Linked DNA regions of Mus musculus: all the other regions are linked to region 5. Evidence: chromatin contacts called from public HiChIP or PLAC-seq and promoter capture Hi-C data. All regions are on one chromosome and are shown on one strand. Each heading gives the region's core, a stretch centred on a gene start, on an enhancer-like site or on the middle of the called end of the contact. The rest is flanking DNA. Distances are from core to core; before and after follow the strand shown.

Region 1 (3,390 bases), core at 202-2,701, 570 kb before region 5:
TTCGCAGCACCCACAGTGGTGGCTCACACACCTCTAGTTCCAGAGGATCTGACACACCCATGGGTTGCACTTACATACACACATTCATACAGGGGCTGGAAAGATACCTCAGTGGTTAAGAGCACTGGTTGCGGGCTGGCGAGATGGCTCAGAGGGTAAGAGCACTGACTGCTCTTTAATCCCAGCACTCCGGAGGCAGAGGCAGGCGGATTTCTAAGTTCGAGGCCAGCCTGGTCTACAGAGTGAGTTCCAGGACAGCCAGGGCTACACAGAGAAACCCTGTCTCGAAATACCATGTGAATGGAATACCCAATGCCTGCCTCCCTCAGAACACTGTGTACAAACCTGATGTCTGGGCAATGTCTAGGAACATAAAAGTTGTCCTCCAATGGGTGGCCCGTCTTAGAATTAGAAAAATAGCACGTGAATGAATAACTAAACTTCTTCTTCTTCTTTTTTTTTTTTTTTTTTTGGTTTTTTGAGACAGGGTTTCTCTGTGTAGCCCTGGCTGTCCTGGAACTCACTTTGTAGACCAGCCTGGCCTCGAACTCAGAAATCTGCCTGCCTCCCGAGTGCTGGGATTAAAGGTGTGCGCCACCACTAAACTTCTTAGCTTGGCCTTCTCACCTGTAGGGGGTGATCAATAAACACTGAAGGAATAAACACTACTGAGAGACACCTAAGCAGGGAGACATGCCAAGAAAGGAGCATTTGTTGGTATGATTGTTACACGGACATCGAGAGTGCACTTACACAAACTAAGACAGAATATCACCAGGCAATGCAATCTCAGGGATTCACCGCTATCGATGCAGGGGAGCCATGACTAAGACTGACTTAAACTCTAAGAACACAGGACCTTCCCACCTCCTGCCCCCTGAGCCGGGAGCGTGGTAGAAAACGCCTGTAACTCCAGAACTTGGGAGATTGAAGCGGTAGTCAGGAGGTCAAGGCCATCCTGTCTACAAAGTGATTTGGAAGTTGACCTGGACTACAGTGAAACCCTGTCTCCAAAATAGAAAAGGCACCGTGCTTAAAGATGATACCATCCGAAATCTGGCAAAAACACGCAAATGCCAGGGAGCTGTCCTCGTCCCTGTGGCCCATGCTCACTTACCACGACTGAGGGACGTGGTGAGGCCATAAAGAAGGCCGGGCCAGGACATCTCGCCGCCTGCAGCGTCCCTGTATTAGGAGAGAAGACATTCAGAAAGGAGGTTGGGACCAGAAACCCACTCTCAGAGCCTTCTAGAATCTCCTCTAAAACAGAAAGTCCCCTCGCAAATTCAGTCTCCTTCTGAGTAGGCCCCCAAGGACCCAACCGCCCTTGCCCGGATACTGGAAGGGGAAACTGAGGAGAGAGGAGAGATCTGGATCACAGATAACTGCACCCACCTCACCAACCTAGCGGGGTCGCACACACGCCAACCCCTACCTCCAGCCCCTTCCGGGGTTCCTCCTTAGTGATTGGCTAGATCTTTCCTGCGTCACTGAAGGGACGGGACAAGGATGACGATTGGACAATAACAGATTCTAGCTGAGTTCCATTTTCCTCATTGGAAGGGATTCTGAAGCCTGGGCGGGAAATCTCCTTGCGCGTCTGATTGGCTCGTCCATGATGAGTGACTTCTTGTTTCCACTCCAAGATGGCTGCGTCCATGGCGCGGCTTTGGTGGCCTTTCCTGGCTCGCCAGGGGCTCCGGTCCCGAGGACGCTGCGTGTGCAGCCAGAACCCAAGGAGGAGTTTCGCTACGGAGAAACGAGTCCGGAACCTCCTGTACGAACACGCACGAGAGGGCTACAGCGAGCTTCCCTACTTGGACATGGAGTCGGTGTGCGCATGCCCAGAAAAAGCCGCGCGCTCCCTGGAGCTCCGCAAGGGGGAGCTGCGGCCGGCCGACCTGCCTGCGATTGTGAGTGCGCTTGCGCCCTGAGGGAGCAGGATGCTTTACAGAACTGGGTTTACCAGATGCATTCCAGTTGTGGGAAAAACTACTCAACAGGAATTTGGGTTCCTTCCCAAGTTAGGCAATGTCTTGTGCATGACACCCACTTAGGTGCCAATGATCTAGGGAGAACTGAGGCCCTATTGAACGTCGTGGATGCCTTCTGTGACCTACATGCCCTTTTGCATGCATTTCATAATTCGACAGTTGGTATCTACTGTACTCCCAGAACCTAAATACCATTGTCTTCTGTACTCAAACTTCGTGCCGGGCTCACCCTTAGGCCACAAAGAAAAATGAGGAGGGAGGTGTGAATCAGAGGGAATTTTGGAGACAGAGCTTTGCATCCTGCTATAAACATCCTGATGGAGTTGAATGGATAAATACCTGCTAAACAGATATTTAAGGTATATCTGTTCATGTATTTATGATCCAGAGGTTAAGACTATGCGCCATAATTCTACCTTATAGGGAACTAAAATTGGGGGTCTCCATGCCGGTAGTGAATTCCGAATGTAATAGATGAATCTTCCCAACTCTGTTGCCTTGATAAAACACCATGAACAAAGCAACTTACAGAAGGATTTATTTTGGGCTTGGTAGGGAATGGCAGAATAGCAGCAGGTCACAGAGCAGTAAGCTGACAGCACACATCTTTAACCACAATCATGAAGCACAGACCTCAAACTAGATGCAGGACGAGGCTTTAAGCTCTCAAAGCCCACCTCCAGGAACATATTTCCTCCAGCAAGGCCACGCCTCCTAAGCCTCCCCAAACATCACCAGCCACTGATCATTTGACCATGTTCAAATGTCAGGATATGGGGGACATTTCTCATTCAGGTCACTACAGACTCTCACACCACCAGTCATTGTCAATCACTTTAGCCATATTTCAAGTTTTTGTCATGTTTAGTTTTTCACCAGTAAGCACTGGTGGCTAAGCCAAATAGGGCACTTCCTGCCAAACCTGATAACCGGAGTTCAATTTCCTGGTGGTAGGAGAAAACCAATTCTTGAGAGAATTGTCTTCTGACCCCTCATTTAAGCGCAAACACAAGAAAGTCACGTACATGCTTAATAATAGAAGAAAGGAGCCGGGCGGTGGTGGTGCACGCCTTTAATCCCAGCACTCGGGAGGCAGAGGCAGACAGATTTCTGAGTTCGAGGCCAGCCTGGTCTACAGAGTGAGTTCCAGGAAGCCAGGGCTATACAGAGAAACCCTGTCTTGTAAAAAAATAAATAAATAAATAAAAAATAATAATAATAATAGAAGAAAGGTCTGTCTGGGTGTGGTGATGAAGTACTCTGGAGGAGGAAGAGGCAGGCAGATCTTTGGTCTCCTTAGCAAGTTCCAGGGTACCCAGGACTACATAAGGAGACCTTATATTTACAGAAGAGCCTTATATTTACAGGGGAGATGGCTTAGCAGGTAAAGGTCCTT
Region 2 (3,004 bases), core at 505-3,004, 760 kb after region 5:
GGGAGAGCAGCCAGTGCTCTTAAGCACTGAGCCATCTCTCCAGCCCAATAAATAAATCTAAAAGGAAAGGAAAGGATGTGGGACACTAGGAGGAAGAGAGGATTCAGGGAAATAGTGAGAGAATAAAAGGTGGCACAGAGAGAGGCTCTGAGAGAGACACTGGGAGAGACATTAAAGAAGAAGCAGGTCGACACTGAGGAAAGGTAAACTAACCAATTAGTAGACATAGAATAGTTTGAATGGGTTAAATAAACTACAAGCTAGTCTTGAAGCAAGGCATTTAATAATACATAATTAGTCCCAGAGTTGTCATTTTGGGAGCAGAGGCTGGAAGGATAAACGGATTTTTTTTAAAGACTTTTTTATGTATGTGAGTGCACTATAGCTGTCTTCAGACACACCAGAAGAAGGCATTAGATCCCATTACAGATGGTTGTGAGCCACCATGTGGTGGCTGGGAATTGAACTCAGGACCTCTGGAAGAGTGTTCTTAACCGCTGAGCCATCTTTCCAGCCCCCCCCTTTTTTTTTTTACAAAAATAAATCTTAAAAATAAATGTACATCACAATTAAGTAGATACCCATACACACCACTCCCTTGGTGTTGGAATCACCCCTAATCACCACATTAACAAACAGCTGCTGTTTACTAAGCATTTGGTATTTATGAATATCAGCAACTGTTCTAAGAGCTCTACAGCATAGTATTAAAAATAAAACCCAGCTATAAAAATAAAGCCCGATCTCCTTGGAGGGAGGGTTGTCGTCCTGTCCCCCCCCCCCAAAAAAAAAAACACTGAAAAGCGGATACGTATGTACGTACAGGCACTGGGTGGTGTAAGGAGTCAGGCTCTGTTTCTAAGAACCAGACATTTAAAAATAACAAATGTTCTGATCCACTAAAAAATTAAAGTGCCTTTCACAGATCCAAGAGGTAAGATTGACCCCCCCTGACCTTACCTTTTAAACAGGCAACAGCGATTTATCCCTCCCCTTCCTGTGAGCACTTAAAGGCAGGCTGGAGTAGGAGCGAATGTTAACGTCCAAACTTTTCTCGGAGCCTTGTCCAGCCTAGTTAAATCAAAGCACAAGACACAACCAATCGGTCACCACCACCCATCACTCACACCCGGGAGCGAGTTCAGCTGTCCTGCCCTGGTACCTAAGAAAGGCCAGGGCGGCAGATGGCCAGGAAGTTTACAATAGCTCCCTAGGTGGATCGCACACAGCCTGTCCAGCGAGTGACTGTATCTGAGCACGTGTGGCGTGTTGGGGGTAACCCCAGGGAACCAGCCAAGGGTGTGTGTGTTGGGGATCGGGGACCATCTTTCAGACCCCTCTCAAGACCCGGAGCTCTTTGCTTTGTTTACTGGGAGTCTTGTGTGTTGCTCAGGTGAATGGCTGGGGAACCATTCCTCTTTGGGACTGATGTGGCTACACCGCAGCCGAGCCTGGGGCCAGAATCACACACACCAGGACCTCGGCAACCTCGCTCACACAACCGCTCTGCACCCCATTCACTCGCACAAATGCCATCACGCCGTGGCTTCCGGGCCGCACTCAGTCGCGGTGGCTGCCACCCCGACGCCCTGCCACGCCCAGCAGGCACAGCTCGCCACTGTGGTCCCCACGCAGCAAGCCGAGGCGCGGACCCAGTATGAGGGGCGCGGGGCCTCCCTGTCCCCGCCCTTACCCCCTGCTCCCTGCAGCACCTTCACTAAGTTCACGGAACTGGGACCCAGGCTCGGCTCAGTTGCCCCGCCCCACGCGCTGAGGTGACAGTGGCTGCATCTCCAGACCCCCGAGAGCCTACAGGGCGTTGCGCGGGGACTGCTGGGAGGGACAGCCGCACGCACCGCGTGCGCATGCGCCACACTCACTGTGTGCTCCGTTTGGGACCAGGACAGGGAGAGGAGCAGAACCTCAACTCTGATTAAGTATTTGAGGAAAATCGGATTTTCGTTTGGAGATTTGTGCATTTGATATAGTCATGTTTGTTGTGGAGGTGACTGCAAATGACTACGTCTTAGAATAAGATTTTAAAGGACATTCCTATCATGTAGTTTGCTTTTACCCAGGTTCTTAAGATTTTCTTCTTTCTTAACCAGGATTTTTTTTTTTTTTTTGGAGAGACAGGGTTTCTCTGTGTAGTCCTGGTTGTCCTGGAACTCACTCAGTAGACGAGGCTGGCCTTGAACTCAGAAATCCTCCTGCCTCTGCCTTCCAAATGCTGGGATTAAAGTGCTGGATCATCAACTTAAATACCTTTCGTTCCTATATTTTTAAATTGCCAGAAAATAAATAATAAAATGGTTGAGCTGGTATGTGCCTATATTCTTATCACTTTGAAGGCAGAAGAATCACTCAAAAGTTTGAGGCCAGCCTGAGTTACATAGTGAGTTCCAAGCCAGCCAGGGCTATATAAGACCTGGTCTCAAGTATATAAAGTAAACGTGATGGTTAAATTTCTGATTAATTGATCATCTATAATTATATTCTCTAATGCTACAGCTTGTGGAAAGTTAAGCCTTTCAGTAAATAGGGATAACAATGAATACTAAGCAGTGACTAACGAAGGCACAGCCCTACCCTGATAAAACAATGAGTCAGGTGGTAGAATCACTCCCACATGGAACATGCTATATAGCACATAAACATGATTAATTAAAAAAAAAAAAAAAAAAAACTCGGGGGCTGGTGAGATGGCTCAGTGGGTAAGAGCACCCGACTGCTCTTCCGAAGGTCCGAAGTTCAAATCCCAGCAACCACATGGTGGCTCACAACCATCTGTAATGATCGACTCCCTCTTCTGGAGTGTCTGAAGACAGCTCAGTGTACTTATATACAATAAAAATAAATAAATCTTTAAAATAAATAGATAAATAAATAATTCTTAAAAAAAAAAAAAAACTGATCTCAGGCAGAACTTGCCATCTCATGAAATAAACTACTGATTATGATTACTCTTGGGGAAAATAAGGTCAAAAGGTGTTGTTGTCTTATT
Region 3 (2,976 bases), core at 251-2,750, 790 kb after region 5:
CTGAAGAGAGCAACAATGTACTCACATACAATTAAATAAATAAATAAATAAATAAATAAAGCTGTAGCTATAACTGGCTGTTAAAAATCTGGACAGAAGGGGGGGCTGGGCTCAAGGCTGTGTGTGGGGTGGGTGTGGGAATGTATCATGTAAAAGGGTACCTGGGAAGGTATCTGGTAAGACATATTGGTAAGCCATAAGGACAGTCATATATTCCAGGATCAAGAATTTAGCTCACAGTTCACGGTGGCACCTTTTTGGTTTCACACTGGGCTGTTTGATAAGGAGAGAGGCAGAAGCCTAGAGGTCAGGAGAGCAGAAAACCAAGCATGGTGGACAAGAGGTCAAACGGGCTAGATTATATAGGGAAGAGAAGCTGGGGAAGGGACAGCCCAACTCTGGTGGGAGATTTCAGGGTAGGAGGCAGGGTAGCCCAGGACAAGCACAGGTAGCCAGGCCCCACCTCTATACTAATCTAATGGCCTGGCCCAGTCCCTTGATGTGCAAGAGTATTCAGGGCCAGCCTTCTAGACTGTTCTACCACTGAGAAGGCTGTTTCCAGCCCCTTGAGATACAGACAAGATCCACTCTATAGAGGAAAAAAGGGCGGGGGCGGGGGGAAGAATCCCAGGCCGCCCTGGAAGCCCCGCCTCCTTTCCCCCCAAACCCTATATAATGCCTGCCTCCTGTTCTGTTCTTTGTTGATTCTCTCCCAAGCAAAGGCACCCAACTTCTTGAGGCTTTCCTAATACATCTCTCCCGAGGTTTGCTGTAGGGTGTGACTTTGTGGTATTCCTTGGCTCCCAACTGTAGGATAGCTTTCCCTTTAGAGCTGTAACACCTTCACCAGGCCATCAGCTGCTTTGATATGTTAACAGGCATCTCAGCCATTTGCCCCAGTTTTGGGACCTAACACTCAGGTAACGCATTAACAAACCTCCCACAGGACCCCACAACTCACCTGCATACTGCTTTCCACATTGTTACACACTGTCACAACCCTAGGACATACGGCTACAAAAATTACAATTTCACAATAGTTCATTTTCCTGATTGTTTAGTCTGAACCCAATTATCAGTCTCAATTCCAGCCTGGCTTCAGTTTGTGATACTGTAGCAATCGCTTCCTTAACACCAGAGTCTGATACAACTCTCTGCAGAGCTGCCAACTATCAGCCTGAGATGCCTTCTGGGAAATGTAGTTCAGCAGTGCGCCACGGTGGCCAAGATGGCGTCCTCTCCCGTAAAACCCAGAGGATTGCGCCTTACTGGGAATCTCGCCCTGGAGGCAAGGAAAAGCCTATTCTGTGAGTTTAAGCTGCACTCATTACACACCTTGGCACACCATTGTCCTTTGCGGTAACACAGTGTAAAAGTGGTAGTATCTGAGTTCCAACCTTTTACTACTTATCCACTGGGAAAAGTTCTCGGGAGAGTGGAGGGGAAATTAACTAGAACCCCTGAGACTTCTGGGAAATGTAGTTCACAGTTAAAAAGAGAGCGAAAGAGAGAGACTAGAATGGAAAAAGATCCTCTAGTTCAGAGCCCTGGTGGGCAGAGACCTCTGGGAGTGCTAGCTCACTGAAGGAGTGCGCAGGCGCAGGCTTCGTGGCTCGCCATCGTCGCCTTTGTCTGGGTGAGTTTGATTTCGGGGTCTGTAGGACCGGGATTTTCCCAGACTGAGTAAAGGCAAAGGAGCTGTGGGGGAGGGTTTACCCACCTGCCCGGGCGAGGATGCCTGAAGGGGCGAAAACGCCTACTGTGATGGTGGAGCTGAGAACTTGGGTGGATGGGGGCTGGGGAGATCAGAAACCGGGGTGGGTTTGCGGGCGGGGTGAGCATACGTGTAAGGGTGTGTTTTGGTTTGTTTCGAGTGAGCGAGAAACTGGTTTCAAGTTTGTAAAAATACAGGGGTGGTTTTCTAATACATGTCGCATTTATTTTAAAAATAAAAACGAGGTGTTTTTTTTTCTTCTGGAAAACAGGAAAGGGAAAAAGATAATTGAGTGAGTAGTTTTAAACCTGGTTTTTAAAAATCAAAACAAGTCTACAGTAAAAAAATGAAACCAACGTTCCTTTGAAAAATATTCTTTGTAACAAAGATTTCCAATAACTCGTTATTGGATGCCTACACATCTGTAGGCATTAACTTGCTACTTGGAAAAACCAGATGAGCTAGTTTTGAGTAGTCCCAAATTTACGGACTAGCCCTTAGAATGTACTTTTCACTGCTGCAGATGGGATTGAATCAGTAAGGTAATTAATTGTCCCCCCTTTAGCACAGAGAGGTCAAGAAAGCTATTTAATTTAGCACTCTGATTTGTCAAAGGACAGGGCTCGTGTGTGTGTGTGTGTGTGTGTGTGTGTGTTGCCTGAATATATGTGTACGTGGAACCTGCAGAGGCCAAAAGAAGACATTGGATCCCCTGGAACTGGAATTATAGACAGTTGTGAGCTGGCATGTGGGTACAGGGAGTTGAACTAGAGTCCTTTGGAAGAACAGCCAGTGTTCTTATCCACTGAGCAATCCCTTCAGCTCCAAATTAAGACTCCTAATTTGTCCAGATTTATCCATACCAAGTAGCTTTTGTTAACATACAGATTTTCTTCTGAGTAGTTTTTGGTCAGTCTTTAAAACATGACAAACAACAAAAAATGGTCTGCGTTCATAGTCCTGCTTGTCCTGGAACTCTCGAGATAGGCTTCCCAAGTGCTGGGACTAAAGGCATGCGCTGTTATAGCTGGCTCATCATCGTTTTGCTTTCATTTCTCCCTCCTTCCTTCCTTCCTTCCTTCCTTCCTTCCTTCCTTCCTTCCTTCCTTCCTTCCTTCTGAGTCAGGGTAGTCTCAGTGTGGCCCTAACTGTTTTGGAATTCGCTCTATAGATTAAGCTGCTCCAAACTAGGATGTTCCAACTGCGTCTGCCTCCTGAGTGCTGGGATTAAAGGTGTGCGCCACCTTGCCTAGCTTGTCACA
Region 4 (3,010 bases), core at 242-2,741, 940 kb before region 5:
CCGAGCCTAAGGCTGGGTTTGGGCAGGCTCAATCCCCGGGCTCCCTCGGGCATGATTGAGTGGCACAACTCCGACCTACAGAAGAGACCCACTTCTTGGGAACTAGACTTCACCGGTCTCTCGGCCGCTCCTACTCACAGATAGGGTGCTGGAAGCTGATCTAAACTCAAGGAGGGGCCCCAAGAAGATACAAAGTGACAGGAAGAAGGGGCTGAGAATACAAGCCAAAGATGGAAAAAGGTTGAGACAAAGAACGAAGACAGCAAAAGTGCCTGAGTCTGCAAGTCCCATCTGTCTGGGGGCCCCCCTCCCAAGGCTCAGGGATCCTGGGAACTCTCAGGCTCAGGCTGAAGCTGAGGGCGAGGGGCAGGGCTGGGAAAAACCGTGGGCGGGAGAGGCCGCGGGGTCCCAGGGGAGGGCGGAGGCTGGGGGACCGGATGCCAGGGTCCTACAGACTGTTCCTTACCCCGCCCAAGACGGCGTACTGGGGCGCTGGCCCCGAGTCCTCCACCCAGCTCCAGTCGGTCCCTCGGCGCCCCAACCGCGGTCCCCACCGTTGGATTCTCCCCTGTGCAGTTGCAGCCCCCAACTCCAGCCGGCGCCTCCGCTACCCCCCGCCGGCACGCCCCCTCATTGTTCCGCTTCGGCGCCGCCCCCTCCCCCAGCCCCGGGCCCCTCGCTCCCCTCACCTCCCGGGGAGCCACGGGCCTTGGGGTCGGGAGTCCCGCGCGTCTGGACCGTAACGCGCGATCCCTGGGGAGGCTCACAACCCAGACTTAAGGTCGTGAACTTGGGGTTCTCGGACTCCAGAATCCGGGGAGAGTTGGGATCCGGAGTCCGAAGTCTCGGTGTTCTAAATAGAAGATGCTGCAACCCTCTACTCGAGTCTCAGACCAGGGCGCTGGGGACCCAAACTCCTCAGTCTTCTAGGTAGGGCTGTGTGTTGTCGGGAGCACCGGGATTCCAGAGTTTCCAGAACCCGAGGGGCAGGAGTGAAGTCACCTCCGGGAGGGACCGCAAGGACTGGCTAACTCCTCGGTCTCCTGGAGGTGATGGATGCTGCAGCCCTAAGTCGAGGCGCGAGGTCCTGTCCCCAAGTGGCTCCAGGAGGGGGTCTTGGACTCAGAGTTGGGACCCCGTGGGAAGGATGCACGGCCACAGATCCTACGGTCTTCGAAGCCGGGTACGGGACGGGCCTCCAGCCTCGGGGCTGACTTCCCGAGCCCCGGGCTCCTCCAGGAGGGGGCGCTGGACATCAGAGGTCCCGGCCCCTCTGCGGGAGCCGGGACTTGCGGGTCTCTTAAAACGCGGGACAGAGTTCCCGGACGCCTGGGCCCAAGACTATGAACGCCTCGGGCTCCGGGATGAGTGTCCTGGGGCTCTGGGGGCAGCGGCAACGCCGCATCTGGGGCGGGGAGAGTCGGGTCCCAGATGTGGGGCGGGGGGCGGCCGCCCAAGGCTTCTCCTCCCCTTTGCCGCCGCCGCGGCTCACATCCTGTTCCCGCCTGCTGGGGGGAGGGGCCGCCTTCCGGCACGCCCTCCCGTAAAGGCTTTTAAAATCCCCGCCCCCTACTCTGAATAATTGCAAGCAAGCGGTTCCAACGGCGAGTCACCGCCCACATTCCAAGAGCCTAGAGCCGGGAGGACTTTTTACCTTTTACAGCAAGGGCCCAGGAGGCGTGAGAATCTGGAATAGTCTCACACTCTTGTTCTTATTGGTCGATCGGCGGGCTTTATATTTGCATATGCAATGTTGGGCCGAGCCGTTCAACAAAGTCCTGCGACTACAACTGACTGAAGGACTTTGTGGCGCGAGGGTGCGGCCGGAGCTCCAGTGGCGCAATCGGTTAGCGCGCGGTACTTATATGTCAGTGCTAGGCGTAAGCGATGCCGAGGTTGTGAGTTCGATCCTCACCTGGAGCACTTCTTTTTTTAACTCATCTACCTCTTTTCTGGTGTTCTCTCATCAGTTTAGAAGTCTTCACATTTTATAATTTCAATCAAATGTTTTGGCTTGTTTGAGACAGGGTCTCACCATGTAACTCTCTGGCTGGTCTGGAAGTCATTATGTAGACCGGGCTGGCCTCGAACTCACAGAGAGCGCCTGCCACTGCCTCTGCCTCTGCCTCTGCCTCCCTAGTACTGGTATTAAAGACGTGCGTCACTGTACCCGGAAACTACAGAATTTTTGAAGAATGAACATTTCTTTGTGAATTTTTTGCAATGGTCTGTGGAACAGTCCCAAAGTTGCAGTTTCTATTCTGGTCGCCAGAGGGCAATAACGTCTCTTATTAGATGGCCTGGGCGTCAGATAAAATCCAAATCTCAGATCCCAGGGATGGATGGATGCTTACAACACACTCTTTATGGATATTTGTCTTCTACAGGTTTCTGAACAGATTTTTTTTTTTTTTTTTTTTTTTTTTACTGACCACTCACTAGGAACTGTATCCTCTGTCTCTGAGGACTTGACTTTTTACTAAGGAGACTGAGTACTGAAAGTCTACGAATTAAGTACTTTTTTTTAAAATTTGACTTTCCCTATGTTACCCAGACTGGCCTAAACTCCTGGCTCCCTCACCATCTGGGAGTGTAACTGTATCGTTAGATTAGCTACTGATAAGTATGGATAAGTAGGGTGGGATGCAGATTATCATAGCTGTCATGGATGGACTGTTTTTATTTTATGTGTATGGGTGTTTGGCCTGCAAGTGTGTCTGTGTACCATGTTCATGCTTGGTGTCCAAAGAGACTGGAGGAGGGCGGCAGATCCCCTGGAACTGCAGTTTCAGAGGGTTATGGTGCAGGGAATCAAACCAGGTGCTCTGTCAGAGCCGCCAGTGTTCTTAACTGCTGATCCATCTCTCCGGCCCCAGGGGAGATCTTTGAACAGACAGACACCTGGAGGAGGGGAAGGAGCCATGGGAACACCAGAGAGATGTTCCAGATAACACTCTAAGGCTGAAGATGGGTGTGTTCGTGGAGCAGGTGAGAAGAGGTGGGGGTGTGG
Region 5 (3,273 bases), core at 674-3,173:
TTGTGGGTTTTTGTTTGTTTTGTTCTGTTTTCAAGACAGAGTCTTAAAAACTCTCTAGGCACAGGCTGTGGTCGAATGCTAGGGTGACATACCCGAGCCATAGGACCTCACTAAAAATCCTGTCTCTGTCAAGCACTCTCTCTGCACAGAGCCCGACTCAAAGTATTGATGTAAATAGCGAGTAATTAGCATTATCACACAGGGCACTGGGCTCCTGGGCAGGAGCGTTGCTTGGGCAACTGAGGACTGGGAGGGCCAAGTTCTGAGGAGAGCATTCTAGGAAGGGTCTGTGACAGTGATGGGAAAGGAAAGAGAGCCGGGGCCTTTCCTGGTAGTAGCCTGGGCTTCAGAGGTGACAGGATCTGAGTGTAAGGGCTGAGGTAGAGCTGCGAAATCAAGTTGGTGTGCTGGGAATCTGGAGGGTGGCAGAGGATTGTGACAAGGACCCTCTGAGCTCAATACTGGGTCTGGAGACTGGACGTATCATGGCATGGTCTGGAGATGATACTATGTGAGGGGTACCCACACCCCTTATTTATTCCTGGGCAGGACGTAAATCAGACACCCTGCAGTGCCGGGGGACGCCTGAGATGGGTGGGTGGGTGGGTGGATGGGGACATTTGTGGAAGGGAGCTATAGCAGTCTAGAGGTGTATTGTGTGTGTGAAGTGCGGGAAACCTTGAGACTTATGATGGGTGGACCGCCCCCTGCTGGACAAGAATTTTTTTTGTATTAACACTTGATATGCTAATTTATGCTGCCACTCTAATCAGAATGCTAAGTTATTCCCCAGAGGTGGGGCTGAGTGTGAGTCGTGTGTGTGTGTGTGTGTGTGTGTGTGTGTGTGTGTGATATTCAGTAGGTCAGCTCATTCTCTGGGGATCTCTTAGGGTAGAGTGTGGGAGAGAAAAGGAGGCAAGGAGGATCCTGTAGGGACGTGTGCAGGCACACGAATTCTATATCCAGACAGCAGCCAGGGGCTGAGAACAGGTAAGGTTTCCTCCCAGGATCTCAAAGCCCTTCTCTAGAAAATGAGGATAGTCCGGTTTAACCTGGAGAGAGCTGTGTTAAGCACATAGTGAGTGTTAAGTATTCACTCAACAAATATTTGTTGAACACCTGCTAAGGCAGGCTATTTATTCTTCCTAATAACAGTGCAACCACTTTATGCCTTGGTACATATCAGATCCTCTTTGTAGATATCTTCTCGGTGGAATAAATGAATTTATAGGTATCTGCCAGGTACTAATTCCAGCACTTGCCTGGTATGGCGTCACACACTAATTTCAGCACTTGGAGAGACAGGAAAAATGGCCAGTTTGGGCTGAACAGCAAGATGCTGTCCCTAAAACAGTCACTTACCCTGTTGCTATTGTAATCTTCAGTCCGTTGAGACAGGCCCAGAACGCTTAGCTTAAGTCATGCGCACCAAGTCCCACAAGCGAGGATTTGAGGCCAGGAAGAAGGAAGGCAGTTCTGTAGTCCTTCGTAGGAGTGGACTGGGGTGGCCGCGAGAGTCATCTCTCAGTCACGATGGGTTCTCTACAGCTTGGAGTGCTAGGTGGCGTTTGGCGTGCTGGTGACACAGCTGGGTGGGCACCTGCGAGGTCCCCGCGCGCCTGTGGCCGGTTGTGCGTGAAGGTGGGGTGAATGGAAGTCTGCGAGTGTAGTGTGACTATGTGTAAGCTGCCATGTGCGCGTGTGTGCGTGCATGCGTCTGTGCACGTGGGGCTGGAAGTGCGTGTGAGTGAGCGTGTGTGAACGACTGCGAGATCCTCCATCCCTCCCCCACCCCACCCCCTGGGTCGGAGGACCCGCTAGGGACTACCACTCCCGGCATGGCCTGGGCGGCCCGCCCTGCCATCCTGATTGGCTGAGATCCTCGTGCTCCCGCCCCCTGGGAATGAATGGATGGGCGGCCTCAGCGCCCGCCCGACCGCTGGGAGGACCGACCCGGCAGGGACCTGCTGGGGGCAGGACCCGGGGAGCAAGATGGCCACGGTCATCCCCAGCCCCCTGAGGTGGTGCGGGTGGGCGCGAGGCGGGGGAGTCGGCGCGGGCGGGTCTGTGCGGCCGCGCGCGCGCGTGTGTATGTGTGTGGCCGCTGGGGGTGGGGCTGGTGGGGTGTCAGGGGGCTGTCACCGCGTGCGGGGGTGCGAGTGTATGTGACTGAGGGTGTTTAGCAAGAATGATGTCCGACGCGTTGCTCCAGGACTGGGAGAGGGCGTGGGGGAGGGGTCTCCAAGGATTTTTAGGGGAAAGGGGTCATGTCCCCTCCCAGGGATGCCAGGGTTTGAGAGAGGGTACATGGTCTAGGGAAGCTGGGGCCTGGGTACACTCGAATCCACGCTACCTTTGTCTTGGGGTGTGGAGTGTGTTGAGCGACTTATACATTGCTTTTTGCTTTGTAGCTGAATGTGTGGGTATGTATAGGGTTTCTTTTATTCTGCACTACCTATCTGAGTATTTGGGTCTCGAAGTGTGTGCACATGTCTGGCGAATCTGCACCATTTATGTTCTGTGTCTTTGGATATGGACGTGTGAGGATAGGTCTAAATTTTTGTGTGAACATGAGCAGACCTGACTGCCCCTCTGTTTCCAAGGCGTGTACCTGTGTATTTGGGGATGCATTTTAAATTTGGGGTTTCTGTGTATGTGTACCCTTGAAAATCTCAGTGATGTCTTTGTATTGTGTGTTTGGCTGGAGTGTCTTTGGATGGATATGTAAGCGCATATGTAAATGTTTATAGGGTCCCTATCTTTTGACATTGTGTGACTGTTGGGATGAGTGTTGTGTGGTGTGTTTCCATGTTGTGGGTCTTTGTGGATAAGCTGTCTCTGGAACCATCTGGGTCTCTGGATACATGACATTCATAGGTAGTTCTATGGCTTTTTTTGATTTGGATTATTTGTGTTCTGCAAGAGATGTGTGTCTGTGTGACAGAGAGAATTTGTTTGCTACTCCTTTGTGAAGATTGGGATACGTTTCTCTTTGTGTGTGAATCCCGTGTGGCCATGTGCGATTTGTTTGTATTGGGTGTTTGGCTACGTTCATGTGTGGATGGGTCCCGGTATGTTTTGGTTTGTTTTTATATTGTCTGTGAACACTTCTTAACCCGAGACATAATCAAGTTTTAGGTAGCTGCTTCCCTGCCAGCACCCTGCCCCGCCCCCGGATCCAGAGGGGTGGGAGAAGATGGGGGAGGTGAAGGTGGACCTGGCCGGCTTGCCCTTTGCGGAGCAGTGGGAACGGGCAGCCGCGGGAGGGTGCTG
Region 6 (3,247 bases), core at 594-3,093, 640 kb after region 5:
GAGACACCAGTGAATTTTATGTTACTAAATTCAGTGCATCATCTTTCTCAGTCTTCAGAACCCTCTCTGGATATTGACACTGTTTTCATTAAAATAGACTTGTTCCTCGTGTTGAGGGTAACACATTGACCTAGTTCCCTCTGACTGTTCTAGCTAGTCTCTGTCAATCATTTTTACTGATTCTCCACTACCTGTCAGATGTCATGTTAGAGTGACCCCCAGTGGGTCTTTCACCTCTACCTTTTCTGTCTTAGGTGTTCTCATTCACTCTTCTGTTTTCAGGATCATTTGTAATGGTAATTCCCCATCCCAGGTCTCCTGCACATCACACTTGTATATACAACTGCCAATGTGACATTTCAATTTGAACGAATGTATCACACTGCACATACTATATCCCAAACCAGAATCTCATTTTCTCCTCAAGTAAGATCCCCCTCCATTCTCAAGAACTGAGTTCTTAGCCAGACAGTGGTGGTGCATGCCTTTAATCCCAGCACTTGGGAGGCAGAGGCAGGCAGATCTCTGAGTTCATGTCCAGCCTGGTCTACAAAGCAAGTTCCCGGACAGCAAGAGCTACACAGGGAAAACCTGTCTCAAATAACAAACAAAGCAACCAAAAAAAAAAGAATTGAATTCTTAACTTACATTTGCAGTCTATGAATAAACACTGTGCCATCTTGTTACAGTCACATGGTGGCTCTGCTCTTGCAGCCACCTACCGCCACAGCTCTGTTTTATGCTGTATTGAGTGTACTGCCTGTTACTACTGCTGGTCCTGATCTCCAACATATTTCCCCTGGACTATTCTAAGATCTTCCTGGGGCTGGAGAGATGGCTCAGCGATTAAAACACTGACTGCTCTTTCCAAGGTCCTGAGTTCAAATCCCAGCAACCACATGGTGGCTCACAACCACCCATAAAGAGATCAGATGCCCTCTTCTGGTGTGTCTGAAGACAGCTACAGTGTACTTATATAATAAATAAATCTTACAAAAACAAAAAAACAAAAAAAAACTTCCTAATTGGTCTTTCTGCCCCCTCCCTCACCCCACCCCTGACCCTTCTTCACTCCTTTTCCAGCTGTCACCAGAGCAGCAAAAGCTGCCATTGAGCAGATAGATTATTATCCACATGCTCAAAATACCTCCCATCTCACTCAAGGTACTGCGGTCTACGAAGCCCAACTTCCTCTGCTCTCCCCCCACCCAGCCACCCCTGGCCTTCCCCCTCCTTGGCTGTTTCAGCCACTGCCAGTGTGTTCATCAGAGCAAGCATGAAAACATCAAAACCTTGACAACTGCATGTTCCCTGTATGGAATAACCCTTTCTCCGTTGTACTTGAACCTCGCTGTGTTCCTCCTGTCATCTACCGCTCCTTTTCTGTCCTCCCTGGCCCTCCATCTAGACTCTACTTCCCATCTCTAATTCTAAATAGCCTCCTATTTTGACTTTTTTTTTTCTAAGTATTTTTCAGCATCTGATATGGTTCATATTTACTTACTTTGTTTATTATCTGGTCCTCGGCAATGTAAGCATCATGAGAGGGGGGGGGGTCACTGCTTCTTTTGTTCGCTGCTATATCCCACACACCAACAATTGACTGATATATGTCCAACATTCAATAAATATTGAGTTTATAAAAGGCTCCTCAGCGCAGGAAGAACTCTGAAAATGAGAGCTGAAAACAGAGCACCACCTTAGGAAACAAATCACAAAAGAGATCTTTACTTAAATGATTGATCTTGCTAACGAGTACTGCTGTTGTGCCATGAAACCTTCATGAACCCCAAAAAGACCACCAAGGAGCCCCATCCAATGCAGTCACATTAGGGTCTCATGGGCTCCCTGCCAACCCTGACACAGCAGAAACACGGTGCCCTGAGTTCAGTTTCAGGCAAGCATTTATAGAGGCAAGAAGAAGGTATCTAGCCTGGTGCACACCTGATTGGGGATTCATTATGGCCTTTAATATAAATTTAAGCCAAACCATAAACTTAACTCCTGCTTTCCTCCTTATGTTGGTTGTTAGGAAGGGAAGTGTCAGGGTCAGGCTTGTAACCTGGAGGTGCAGATCTGGTGCCAGAAGCAGGTTTTGTTGGGGGGTAACCTGGAAACTGGTAGGCACAGGTCTTGTTGGGGTGTAGCCTGGAAACTGATGCTAGCTATTGGCCTGTTAGCTAACTTTAAGTTCCACCTTAGGTCAGGTTCTCTAAGAGGAGACGGAGTCTGAACCCAAAAGGTTTGGTCTCTCATTGCAACCTAAATTTTATTTTATAACTATGAAGGTAAAGATTCTGTTACTTACAGTATTCATTGCTATCCAGGGTATATCTCTATTCCAATATTACTGAAATACTGATGCATTGATTATTTCAGTAATATTGTAGGATGTTAGAACTTTACATTGGGTATAATTATTTAGATTTTGGAAGATTTTAATAAGGATATGCTTGTTAACATATCAACTCCACTTCTAAAAGCCACCCGAAGAGAGGGAGGAAACAAGAGGAGGTATGAGGGAGGAAATGGGGTACATTACAGCATTGCCAAACAGTTCTGCATGAACTTGGTTTATAACTTCAAGAGGTTGAAAACAGAAATTAATCAGGATATATATATGTGTGTGTGTGTGTTGTGTGTGTGTGTTTAAATGGTATACACTTGAAATGTGTAATTGTTGATGTCAATATGTTAACAACATCAATGGTTAAATAAGAGCCGTAAGTTACAGAACTGTATATATGATGTTACTGCTCTTTTTTTTTCTTTTTTTTAGATTTGTTTATTTTATGTGAGTACACTGTAGCCATCTTCAGACACACCAGAAGAGGGCATCAGATCCTATTAGAGATGGTTATGAGCCACCATGTGGTTGCTGGGAATTGAACTCAGGACCTCTGGAAGAGCAGCCGGTGCTCTTAACCACTGAGCCATTTCTCCAGCCCGTTACTGCTCTTTTAAGAGGCCATGCTCTTTATATGAGCACATAAATGTACGCGTTCATGCTCACGAGTGTAAAGAAGTCAATTTGTCAGGAGCTGCATGACTGACTAGGAGAAATAAATAATTTTTAGTCTTTGGGCTTTTCTGTATCTTGCTATTTGGGAAATGGAGTTGGGCTGCAAGGCAAATGAATTTCGCCTGTCATGTACACAAGACAGTTTGTCAATACAGGAAAATAGTCAAGTCCTGGAGATACTGATGCTTCATATAAAAATATTTTCAATTATTATAAACGGCTAAA

The links. Promoter capture Hi-C pulls out the DNA fragments that hold promoters and counts their contacts. HiChIP or PLAC-seq counts read pairs in DNA pulled down with a chosen protein or histone mark. Capture Hi-C pulls out chosen DNA fragments and counts their contacts.
Region 1: a promoter capture Hi-C map of liver shows a contact between it and region 5, with 2.1 times the contacts expected there. The contact joins the promoter of Mrps12 here to the promoter of Dpf1 in region 5. A contact is called at or near these places in 4 of 39 promoter capture datasets (the SN4741 cell line, hippocampal neurons, liver and 1 more), 3 of 115 datasets of contacts at active chromatin or transcription factors (bone marrow-derived macrophages, embryonic forebrain and fetal liver) and 1 of 9 other capture datasets (adipose tissue).
Region 2: a promoter capture Hi-C map of pancreatic islet shows a contact between it and region 5, with 4 times the contacts expected there. The contact joins the promoter of Zfp82 here to the promoter of Dpf1 in region 5. A contact is called at or near these places in 1 of 39 promoter capture datasets (liver), 1 of 484 Hi-C or Micro-C datasets (embryonic stem cells), 2 of 115 datasets of contacts at active chromatin or transcription factors (bone marrow-derived macrophages and pancreatic cancer cells) and 1 of 9 other capture datasets (pancreatic islet).
Region 3: a contact with region 5 is called in an HNF4G HiChIP or PLAC-seq map of pancreatic cancer cells. The contact joins the promoter of Zfp260 here to the promoter of Dpf1 in region 5. A contact is called at or near these places in 1 of 39 promoter capture datasets (embryonic stem cells), 1 of 484 Hi-C or Micro-C datasets (embryonic stem cells) and 2 of 115 datasets of contacts at active chromatin or transcription factors (bone marrow-derived macrophages and pancreatic cancer cells).
Region 4: a contact with region 5 is called in an H3K4me3 HiChIP or PLAC-seq map of forebrain, with 6 times the contacts expected there. The contact joins the promoter of Plekhg2 here to the promoter of Dpf1 in region 5. A contact is called at or near these places in 2 of 115 datasets of contacts at active chromatin or transcription factors (forebrain and memory CD8 T cells).
Region 6: an H3K4me3 HiChIP or PLAC-seq map of embryonic stem cells shows a contact between it and region 5, with 10 read pairs. The contact joins the promoter of C230062I16Rik here to the promoter of Dpf1 in region 5. A contact is called at or near these places in 1 of 39 promoter capture datasets (liver), 1 of 484 Hi-C or Micro-C datasets (embryonic stem cells) and 3 of 115 datasets of contacts at active chromatin or transcription factors (bone marrow-derived macrophages, embryonic stem cells and pancreatic cancer cells).

What each region holds. Positions count from the first base shown.
Region 1 is chr7:28,740,370-28,743,759 of GRCm38.p6, forward strand. It overlaps Mrps12 (mitochondrial ribosomal protein S12), which reads right to left and starts at 1,452. Exons shown (of 3, transcript NM_011885.5): 1 at 1,396-1,452; 2 at 1,118-1,185. The coding sequence starts at 1,166. Sars2 (seryl-aminoacyl-tRNA synthetase 2) reads left to right here and starts at 1,599. Exons shown (of 16, transcript NM_023637.3): 1 at 1,599-1,913. The coding sequence starts at 1,647.
Region 2 is chr7:30,071,069-30,074,072 of GRCm38.p6, forward strand. Zfp82 (zinc finger protein 82) reads right to left here and starts at 1,755. Exons shown (of 7, transcript NM_177889.5): 1 at 1,713-1,755; 2 at 961-1,071.
Region 3 is chr7:30,093,576-30,096,551 of GRCm38.p6, forward strand. Zfp260 (zinc finger protein 260) reads left to right here and starts at 1,501. Exons shown (of 3, transcript NM_011981.4): 1 at 1,501-1,636.
Region 4 is chr7:28,371,171-28,374,180 of GRCm38.p6, forward strand. Plekhg2 (pleckstrin homology domain containing, family G (with RhoGef domain) member 2) reads right to left here and starts at 1,492. Exons shown (of 19, transcript NM_138752.2): 1 at 690-1,492; 2 at 1-75. The coding sequence starts at 53. It overlaps n-TIaat16 (a tRNA gene), which reads left to right and starts at 1,829; the gene lies at 1,829-1,923.
Region 5 is chr7:29,306,078-29,309,350 of GRCm38.p6, forward strand. Dpf1 (D4, zinc and double PHD fingers family 1) reads left to right here and starts at 1,924. Exons shown (of 12, transcript NM_001368371.1): 1 at 1,924-2,021. The coding sequence starts at 1,993.
Region 6 is chr7:29,950,210-29,953,456 of GRCm38.p6, forward strand. C230062I16Rik (a long non-coding RNA gene) reads left to right here and starts at 1,844. Exons shown (of 4, transcript XR_003946630.1): 1 at 1,844-3,247. It overlaps Zfp74 (zinc finger protein 74), which reads right to left. Exons shown (of 6, transcript NM_178384.4): 2 at 1,505-1,681.